Regions from separate parts of the Callithrix jacchus genome. Here region 2 is linked to region 1. Evidence: chromatin contacts called from public Hi-C data. All regions are on one chromosome and are shown on one strand. Each heading gives the region's core, a stretch centred on a gene start, on an enhancer-like site or on the middle of the called end of the contact. The rest is flanking DNA. Distances are from core to core; before and after follow the strand shown.

The links. Hi-C and Micro-C count contacts between places; a contact is called where the count stands out from the background.
Region 2: a contact with region 1 is called in a Hi-C map of skeletal muscle, with 2.0 times the contacts expected there. The contact joins the enhancer-like site here to the promoter of MDGA1 in region 1. A contact is called at or near these places in 2 of 3 Hi-C or Micro-C datasets (induced pluripotent stem cells and skeletal muscle).

The regions. Positions count from the first base shown.
Region 1 is chr4:46,067,450-46,072,728 of calJac240_pri, reverse strand. It overlaps MDGA1 (MAM domain containing glycosylphosphatidylinositol anchor 1), which reads left to right and starts at 2,281. Exons shown (of 17, transcript XM_035295528.3): 1 at 2,281-2,593. The coding sequence starts at 2,527.
Region 2 is chr4:46,146,803-46,152,081 of calJac240_pri, reverse strand. No RefSeq gene overlaps it. Among named protein-coding and RNA genes, the nearest start is that of ZFAND3, 39 kb to the left of the region's middle. Within about 2 kb of position 2,766, at least 1 of the 16 cell types and tissues checked has an H3K27ac peak or open chromatin away from gene starts, as enhancers often do. A contact at or near this core is called in skeletal muscle, where this site is marked.

The DNA.
Region 1 (5,279 bases), core at 1,032-3,531:
GCGAGGGGAGGGAGGTTTGTAGTCTCCCCGCTTGTTAGCTGCTGCGATTGTCCGCGCTCCCACCGGCCGCCCTAAAACAATCCTTGCGCACACGCTGAGATATATAACGGCGACAGGTGGAGCAGGTGAGATTAGCAGGACCCGGGTTGGGCGCCGGGCGCGATCAGAGGCGCCGGCGAGGCCACCGGTCTAGTTGGCCAGCCTACGCCCCTCCCCGCGGGCGTTTGGGAGGAGCGTTCTCCGCACCCCTGCTCCGCAGGGGCCCCTTCGCGGCGGCTGAGACCCGAGTGCCGGACACCCCCGGCCGGAGCGGGGCCGGGGCTCGGCAGCCGGAAGGTGTGCCCCCGGGGCGCTTGGGGGCGCCTGAGGTCCCGAGGGGAGGTAGGCTGGGGAGAGCCGCGAGCCGAGGAGAATGTGGGGTGACTTAGGGGAGCTCTGGCGGAGGGGTCGCGCGAGCAAACCTGTTGGCAACCTGTGGGCCGCAGCAAGGGCAGGAGCTCTAAGCGCGACCTCTCCGCCAGCTGCTCGGGCCTGGCCCCCGCGCGGGACCCAGGGAGAGGCCCAGATGCCTGGAGAGGGGCGGAGGCCTCCGGAGCGCGGGAGGCAGCCTAGCAGACCCACAGCCGCGGCCCGGCTCGCGCGGCCTCAGGACCCCAGGAACCGCAGGCGCCCGGCCTTTTCCTAGGGCCCCCGCTTCAGTCCCGGCTCCCGAAAGTGCTGAACATTTACGAAGTGTGCAGTGCCCTGAGGGCTGGGGTCCCCGGAGCGATCTCCCCCCGTTCTTCCCGGGGGCGTGCTGGCCTCGTTGCACCGGGCTCGGCCAGCCAGGCTGGGTGTGCAAGGAGGGCGAACCGCGAGTGTGCGAGCGCGCGGCTGCACAGCCCGCTCCGAAACCCACGTCCCTCCGCCACTGTCCTCTGGATAGATGGATCCATTTCTGCTTTCTGACATTTTCCTGCTGGGCGGGGTGGGGGGGGGGCGAAATGTTAGGGGGCGGAGAGAGGAAGAGAGAGAGAGGTGGGGGAGAGGCGAAAGGGAAAGACTAGAGGGAGAGGGAAGAGGAGAGAGAGAGAGAGAGGAGAGAGGGGGGGGAGAGAGAGAGGGGAGAGAGAGAGAGAGAGAAAGAGAGGAGAGAGAGAGAGAGAGAGGAGAGAGAGAGAGAGAGAGAGAGAGAGAGAGAGAGAGAGAGAGAGAGAGAGAGAGAAAGAAAGAAAGAGAGAGAGAGAGAGAGAGCAGGCAGTCTGCTTCCCCCAACCCTGTTTTGTTTTCTCTAATTGGTCCTGGGGGAGGCGAGGAAATTGGACAGAGGCTGGGCCAGGCGAGCTGGGCTGCCTTTAATTGGCTCCTTTTTTTAACTGGAGGGGAATCAAACAGGAGAGCGAGCGACAACGGGTGGGAGAGCGAGAGACCGAACGAGGAGACGCGAGGAGGAGGGAGGAGGAAGGGAGGGAGGGAGCGGGAGGAGCGCGGAATGAAAAGCTCGGAGGGGCGAAAAAGCTGCACAGCAAAGCCCAAGTTGCTGAGCGAGCGGAGCGCTCCGGCGGCCCAGAGCCGAGCGGCCGCCGCGCCCCGGAGCCCGGCCCGGCCCCGCCCGCTCTGGGCCCCCGCAGTCCGAGGCCGCCGGGCGGGGGCGGGGACGACCAACTTGGGGCGCGGCGCAGCCCGGCTCTACCCAGAGCTCGGAGCCCGGGAGTGCCACGGCCGCGGCCAGACAGCTGGTGCGGAGCGCAGCGAGCCGAGGCGGCGAGCGGCGCCCGCGCCGCAGCCCCGGCCTGGGCGAGAGAGCGAATATTTTTCAAACGACTCAAACTTTCCTCCTTTCCCCATTTTCTGGGGCCCCTCTTGCCTGGAATTGTTCTCCAGATTCCCGCGGGGCGCCGGGCTGCGATTCCTCCCACGGGTTTGTCGGCGGCTCGGCTAACTTCGCGGACCCGGGGACCCGCGGCGCTAGTCCCTGGGCCGAACCTAGCCCGCGCTGCTCCCCGACTCTGGAGGGCCGGGTCCGGGGCTCCTTCGCTGGCCGCCGCGAGGGCGTTCAGCCCGGCCCCCCGGAGTGGGGCCGCTGAGGCCCCGGCGGCGGCCGCAGGACTGGAAACAGCGGATTAACTCGAGCGGAGCCCGGGCCTCCCCAACTCCGCTCCGCTGAGGGGCGGCCCCAAGGAGGGGAACGACAAGTTTGTCAGTCGTCCGTGGTCTGTTGGATCGAAGCGCCGCCACTGCCGCCGCGGAGAGGTCCCCGGCACCCACCATCCGGTGCGGATAGCCCTGGGGACCCGGGGCGGCTCAGCGGCACCCGGGGCTTGGCCAGCGCCCCCTGCGTCCCCACGCGAGCAGCAGCCCCACCAGAGGAGAAACCTGGGTCGCCGCCACCTCCGCCTCTTCAGCCTCCTGGTCTCGGTGGCCGTGCTCTCTGTCACCTCTCAGGGAAAGGGGGGGATATAGGGGCGTCGCGGGTCCCCGGCGAATGCGCCCCCCGCTGCCTCTCGGGCTGCGCCGCCTCGCGGGGATGAAGTACCGGCCGTGAAGATGGAGGTGACCTGCCTTCTACTTCTGGCGCTGATCCCCTTCCACTGCCGGGGACAAGGAGTCTACGGTAAGAGCCCGCGTCCCGCTCTACCTCGGCTTAGCCCGGCGCGGAAACTTTGCAAGAGGCGCGAAGTGCGCGCTGCCGGGGTTCGGTGGAGACCTCGACTCGGACTCTGGAGTGGATGCCCGCGTCCCCGCCCTCTCCAGGGCTCGAGGAGACCGAGCTGCTTCGGAGCACAGGGGCCGTCCTAGGGTCTGGTGTGAAGCCGGGATGTCAGGGGGAGGTACCCACTTTCCCACACCATGCTAGAGGCGGGGATCACTAGGAACCCTTGAGAGCATTCGGGAGACCCGGACAGACCCAGCCCAGGACTGGTGCAGCGACTCGCACCGAAACCCGTCTTGGCACGGCCTCCGGAGTAGAAGCCAAGCGATGCATGTTCCGGAGTTGAGCGCGGCTTGCGGGCGAGCCTGCTGTCAGCACGGCGGCCGGGCGGCGGGCTCGCCTTCCTCGCTGTCGCTGCGGCTTCGCTGCTTCTACTCACGGCTTGATAGCCTGATCCAGATGCTGGCATCTCCTGGCTCCGGCGCCGACGACCCCGACATCTCTTTTTAGACCTTCCCTGAGCCAGTTCTTACTGTCCCCAGTTCCTAGCTACAAACTCAACCCCACCTTCCTTCTTCCTGCGTACACACACACACACACACACACACACTCAGCCACCATCCCCAGAAAACGGCACACATCCACCGGGATACGTGTCCAAACTCTGCCTCTTGCCACCCAGCCTTGCTCCTGCGTCTGCATGCCTCACTCTGGTTACCAAGGGAGACTCTGGTTACCCCTTCCCCCCTCCATCCCCTGGGTTTTCCCAGGGAAGGCCCAGGGCATCATTCATTCAGTCACCCGGTGCTCAGACTCCGGCAGTGCCTTAACCCCGTAGCGCAAAAAATCATTCTCAGGGGCCCAGGGGCCCTTACTTTGCTTTATCCTGACTGCAGGATGGCTTGTCTAGATCCCTTTTTAGTGATGTGTGGCTGGGGTGGGCAGGATTTTCTCTCTCTCCTTTTCTGTTGGGTCAAAGGGTTAATGATTCCTCTTTAGATCAGGGGAGTCTGACCTATTCTTTGTGGGGTGGCATAGGCACTGACCACCGGCTGCCAGCCTCAGGTGCTGAGACTAAAGCATCCTGGATGGTGAATGGCCTCTCTGCCTGTGCCTGGCAAGAGGAAGGTGTGTCCTGAAGGGTGTCTGGGAGGTGACATGCTCCTGACCCTACTCAGCTAGCTGGCTTGGGCTTAATTCTCTGGTAAGACTAGCCCAGGCATCTGGCCAAACTCTGCTTCTTAATTAGTTTGTGTATCTCTTACTGCCTGGCCCCTCACAGAGGCCAGGAAAGGCAGGAAAGAATGCAGCAGGGACTGGGAGAGGCTGGGTTTCGGGGAGGAGGCCACCAGGCAGGTCCTGGAGGCCTTGCCTCTCCAGGGCAGATGAAGATGCCAGTGGACTGGGGGTTTCTCTTTCTTCTTTCTCCCTAAGTCTTCCCTACAGCTCCACTGCCTCCTCCAAGGTGCCTAAGAGAGATGCTGCTGAGGTCTTTGACTTCTCACCACAGCCCTGGGGGTTGGAGAGCGTGATGGAGAGCCCTCCCTGCGTGCTGCTGTCCTCTGCTCCACCCCTCCTTCCCTGCACCGTTGGGTGCATTTGACAAGACCAGCTCCTGGTCATCCCGGTCACCCATCCCTTCCAGCTTCTCTAACCTTCTCTAGGCTGCATGAGGGTCAGCTCATCTTCAGGAGATTCCTCTGTTCCTAGTCTAGTAAACCCCCCAATGAGAGTGGGGTTTTGGAGTCAGTCTCTGTGGACCCTCATTTCAGAGTACTCTAGGGCCAGGATTCATCCAGAGGCTTATCTATACTCTTTTTCTGTGTTTTCTCTCCTCCCTTCTGTGCCTAGGTACCAGTTCCTCTCACTTAGAGCTAATCAAAGTGGGCTGGGTGCACTGGGGCCGACCCCAGACCCTTGGGTGACATTCTACTTTTCCTTTGAGAGCTTGGCTTCAGGGAGTGTTGGGGCCTCAGGGGAATTGCTGGGTAAAAAGTCTGTATTGAGGTGGATGAAGGCAGGGAGAAGATTTAGGAGGAGGAGGAGGATGACAGGAAGTCACCGAATTCCTGGTGATGCTAGAAGCTTTGGCCAGATGTAGCAGCAGAAGGGAGGATCTTTGTAAGACCAGGGCTGATTTAAGAAGTAGGTCAAAGAGCTGGGACTAGTTCTGCCCCCCTCCCCAGCAGTCTCTCGGTACCCCCAAAGCAGAAGAAACGGCATGAGAGTCCAGGCGGCATGCAGGGACCAGGGATGGCCATCTGGCCAGGCATTGCATCCAGCACTCAGTGTGGTCCCTGGCCCAACAGCAGGAGCTGGGCAAGTATTTGTTGAATGAAGGAAGGGCCAGAGTTGGGAGCAGGTTGGAAATTCTTTCTCCACGAGAAGTCTCTCTAGGACTTGGTTTCCAGCAGTGCAGTGGGGTCTCTGCTTAGGGCGAGTCACAGAGTCCTAGGTTGGCAGCCCTAGAAGAGAGAAGAGGCTGGAAGCCTAGTGTTACTCAAGACACAGGAGAAAAATGCGTGTCCTGGGGAGGGAGCCCCTGCCCCTCTGCCTCCAGGCCTGTGTGGCTGAGGGAGGGGCAGATTTAACTCAGAGGCTGAATAGAGGGGAGGAAGGTGAGCAAGTGGTAGAGGGCGAACCTGAC
Region 2 (5,279 bases), core at 1,517-4,016, 79 kb before region 1:
AACTCCCAGGGGTCATTCCATTTGGCCTCTGGCCTGGGGGTCAGTCCCAACTAGATCAGTGGCCTGCCTGCCTTCCAAAGCCCTTGGAGAAAGTGCTGCCTTTCCCCACATTAGGGATGGAGGTAGAGGAGACTCGAGGTTGGGAGGCTGCAGCCTATGGCAGTTCAGCTTGCCCCACTGCCTGGTGGCAACGGCAAATTACTCAGTCTCTCTGGACCTTGCTTTCCTTGTCTAAGACAGGTCCTTTCTAGCTAAAGGGAGTACTTTGGAAGAGAGGCAGGAGCCACTTCCCTCCATCTCAGAGATTGGGTGAGTGGGTGTAGTGGGGAGGCTACAGTAGCTCTGCTCAGGGCCTTGGGCTGCTCTCCTCCCTTCCTGCAGCCATTGGGAGGAGGGGCCACTAATTATGAGGTGGAGGGCCGCTAATGAGTCCCCTAAGGACCTCAGAGACTGCCCTGATAGCACTAAAGGGCTTCCCTGAGTTTCCTTAAAAGCCTTGATGACAGAGAAACCTCCATTAGCAGGAAAATTAATCACCAGAGAGATCTTGGCCACTCCCTTCCAAGGTGCCCCTAGCTGCCCTTGATGTGCTCTCAAGTCAGAGAAGATGGAGTTTGGATATTCCCACCCATGACCTACGCTATCTGATCCCAGGTGACAGAGCAGGGTCTGTGGGTCTGGGCCTGGAGGAAATGGCAGGAAGACAGAGGGACAGGGGATGAGGCAGGGGCAGGGGCCTGTAGGGAGTGATTGCAGAGAGACCCCCAGGAGAATGCAAAGTAAATGCAAAATATGCAAAACATTAGTGATTGGTTGTGGGTCAATCACTCAGGTCCTCTCAGTCACTCAGTCATAAACTGGCAGCTGTGCACTTCAAGCCTCTGATTGGGCCCAGGGGAGGATCAGCTGGCATGACCTTGGGGGGGCTGGCCCAGGACCTCTAGCCCCTCAGGTCACCAGCCCATCTGGGCAGCCTCCCAGGCCACCAACCCTGGGCAATGAGAGATCCAGGCAGCTGCAGGATCAGAGAAACCCCTGTTCATGTAGGAACCTCCCCACCTGTTCCAGAGCCAGGGCAGACCTCAGCCCCGAGGTGCCATGCCAGGCTTGCCCACTGAGCTGCAGGGTGCTGGGGCCAAGTCTCTTCTCCTCCCTCCCCTTTCATGGTGTGCAAATTTCCCTTCTTCCCTCCCTCTCCACCCTACCCTTTCCCCTCTGGCCTCTCAGCCTCTGTCTGAATAGCCCCACTTGCTCCCTCTCTCCACCTGTTAAGGATTCTCAGTGATCTTGCCTCCAGCCTTGGATGGGAAATTTACCAACCTCAATGCTTTTGTGCCTCAGTCACTTAATTTGTACCTGGTCCTCATTTGACACATTCAGAGGGCCCAGCCAGCCCTGGGATGGGGAGGGAGAAGTCCTGCTCTATCATCTCACTTCATTGAGAAACCCCTCAGCTGCTGATGGGAGCTGCCAGTCACTCCTGCCTCTGAGGGCAGCTTGTCCATCTTGCTGCCTTCCTTTGGGCCATGCTGGTCACATGAGGAAGGCTTTCCATGCTTGCAGGACCCAGGGAGATCCCATCACCTTCTGAATACCTGAGCCTTCCCCCAGGATTCTTTCAGGGGGAAAATTCTTCCTGGGGTCTCTGGCACGGCAGGGGGAGAGAAGTAAATTAATCAACACAGTATTTGCCAAGTCCCTGCCATGTGGCCGGCAGTATTCTGGGTACAGTGCTATAAAATGAAGTGAAGGAGAGGGCACAATATATTCAGAGAAACCACCTTTTCTGAAACCCCCTTCCTCAATATGCCCTGCCAACAACACGACGTCTGGAGGCCTGTGGGCCTGAGTGGGGAACTCCATCTCTGGGGCATTCTCTGGGAAGCAGGTGGTGAGGGAGATCCAGAGGGTAGAAAGAAGAGGCGAGGCATCTGGCCCAAACTTTGCCCGAGGAGATGGGCTGGCAGGGGCCTGAGCCAGCGACACGGGACCCCACAGTGTCCATCCGCCCTCAGTAGTGGTGGATGTGGGTAGCAAGGGGGTACAGGCAGTTCTGAGCAGTTATAGACAGAGGACAGCAGGGGAGGAGCCCCCTAAAATCCTTATGCCAGCTCCGTGGAGTGCTGACTCCAGGGGGATGAGTTGAGTTTGGCACCTTCCTGCATAGTAACTCCTGGAGTCAGGCGCACTGTTGTCGTTAGGGGTGGCAGTGGTGGTGGTGTTTGTCTCTTATCTGGCCCAGGGACCCTCACCTGTTCCCCACTTTTCTCCATCATGCTCCCTTTCTTTCCATGAAGAGAGGCTAGGAGGCAAAGAGGAGGACCTGGGAGATGTGGGGGCTCTCTGAGCCATGATGAAAGTGGGAAGTCCCTGCATGGAATTTCCTCCTCTGTAAAAATCGGGATGCTCCTGCCTGCCTCCTGGGGTTGAGGTGGGAATCAGGTGAGAATGTGTATGGGCTCTGGGGACTTGAAAGTGCTATGTAAGGGTAGGGTCTTGAGTGCATGGCCCCCCATGAAGCTCACGGAGAGGTGTAAGTTTCGGCATGCTGGTTCTACCTGCCCTTCTCCTTCCACCACCCCTCCCGACCTTCCTGAGAACTCAGATACATACTATCTCCATTGCAGAATGTTTGTTAGCCACTTTCCTTTCCCCACAGCCTCAGGAAGACCCAGTCCTCTCCCAGTTTTCCTCTCCTCTCCCAGTCTCCTCCCTGCTCCCCCACAACACAGCAGTCTCCTTTGTGACATTGCTAGGATGGCTGGGAATCAGACCCCCTACTTCCCAGGGGCCTCTCCAGTGTGAGAGCCGCATCAGCTTTCCAGTATCCCCCCCTGTGGTGGCCCAGGCACCTGCTGGCTGCCCATGACCTTCAAGCAGTGCTAGGATCCTCTTTCAACTCTCCTCCCATTTCCCCAGCCTCGGGCCCCACTGCTTGTGGCCAACCTTAAGGCTGCTGTCTCTGCAGCTACCAGGGGAGGATCAGGTGTATAGTGACTGGGGCCCAACTCCTCCCTGGGGCCCAGGAGAAATCGAACATCTTCTCTTCCCGACTTTTGACTTGGCAGCCTGAGAGCATGAGCCCCCACTTCTGAAACTGGAGCAGAGAAGTGAGTGCAGAACTTGGCTGGATCCTGGGCAGCCTGAGATGCAGCACGCTTGGCTGGGCTGGGCTTGAGGATGGAAGAGGTGGGCCAAGAAAGATAGACAGGGCCTGGATTAGGGTGCCTCACTCATCTCAGGCATAAAATTTCAGGGGTGCCAAAAACTCAGCAGTTAAGAGACATAATACTTGAATGAGCTAGTTTTAAAAATCAAAATCAATGCAAAACAAGATTGTGATGGTGGCAGGCAGAATGATGCCCCCCTTCTGAAGCAGTCTACGTGCTCTTCCCTGAAACCTATGAATATGCTAAATTATATGGCCAAGGGGAGGTGGGGGCAGGTGGAAGAAAGGTTGTCAATCACAGACCTTAAGGAGGGAGAGGAGCCTGGGTTGTCCAGGTGGAGCCAAGGTAATCATAAAGGTCCTTAAAAGCAGAAGAGGGCGGCAGAAGAATTGGAATCAGGAAAAGAAATGTCATGGCTGAAGTGGAGTCAGAGAAATGTGATGTGAGAAAGACTTGCCTAGCTTTGAAGATGTAAGGGGGGCCACTGCCAAGGACTACAAGCAACCTCTAGAAACTAGAAAAGGCGAGAAGGCAGATGTTCTCCCAAAGCCTCCAGAAAGAAATGAAGTCCTGCTGACACCTTGTTTTTAGCTCAGTGAGACCAGCGTCTGACTGTGACTTACAGAACTGGGAAATAATAAACTTGTGTTGTTTTAAGGCACTTGGTTTGTGGTAATTTACAATGGCAGCAATAAGAAACTAATACAATGAAGAACCGGATACCAACCTTTTAAATAAAGACAGGATCAGGAGATGCTAGGCTTCCAGCCTCACAGCCTTCGTTCTCATGCCCACTCAGTTCAGTCCTTGAACTGCAGGTGAGATCAAGGGGGTGGGGGTGACAAGGCAGAGCTAAGAGAGGATTTGGGGGGCACTATGGCAGCTCCCGAGATTCATGGTCTTAGGTTGTGGTGGGGACGGGCAGATGGGAGGAAGTAAAGAGAGGAAAGAAGAAAAGAGAGGAACAGAAGAGCATTGACACACAGCTAGAATCAGGCACAGAGGGGGACTCAGAGGGCTGGACGTGGTGGCTCACGCCTGTAATCCCAGCACTTTAGGAGGCCAAGGTAAACAGATCACTTGAGGTCAAGAGTTCAAGACCAGCCTGGCCAACAAGGCGAAACTCCATCTCTACTGAAAATACAAAAATTAGCTGGGCACCGTGGCTCAAGCCTGTAATCACAGCTACTCGGGAGGCTGAGGCTGGAGAATTGCTTAAACCTGGGCGGTGGAGGTTGCAGTGAGATGAGACTGCACCACTGCACTTCAGCCTGGGCAACAGAGCCAGACTCTGTCTCAAAAAGAAAAAAAAAGGGAGACTCAGAGAATTAGAGCTGGAAGAAGAAGTCAAAAATTAGAGATTTTACTAATTTCAGTTTGGCTGGCATATTAGTATTATATTAATATTCAGTAATTTTTATAAATTAAAATTATACATACACACTGTTAAAAAGTCAAATACTAAAAGGCTGATAATGAAACAGCTGTTTCCACACTGGCCTTCTGTGCCCTGCAGTCCTGCTCCTGAGAGGCAGCCACTTTTAAGTTTTAACTGTTTTTGTTTTTTCCTAATATTTTCAGATTTCTATGCAAAAATTGCTTATTTTTCTACTTACGTTTCAGTTTAAGTATTAACGATTGACTCTATGGTATGGAAGATGAAAAGTTAAGTTTGCTAACCCAACTCTCCCACTTTTTCTCTGCCAGTGTAGTTTTATCACTTTATCCCATCTTTTTTTTTTAGACAGAGTTTCACTTTTCACTTTTGTTGCCCAGGCTGGAGTGCAATGGCACGATCTTGGCTTACCACAACCTCTGCCTCCTGGGTTCAAGCGATTCTCCTGCCTCAGCCTCCTGAGTAGCTGGGATTACAGGCATGTGCCACCACACCTAATTTTTTTGTATTTTTAGTAGAGATGGGGTTTCTCCATGTTGGTCAGGCTGGTCTCGAACTCCCTACCTCAGGTGATCCGCCTGCCTCAGCCTCCTAAAGTGCTGAGATTATAGATGTGAGCCACTGTGCTCGGCCTATTCTTTTAAATTAATTTATTTGATAGAGATGAGGTCTTGCTATATTTCCCAGATTGGCCCCTGAATCCTGGACTAAAG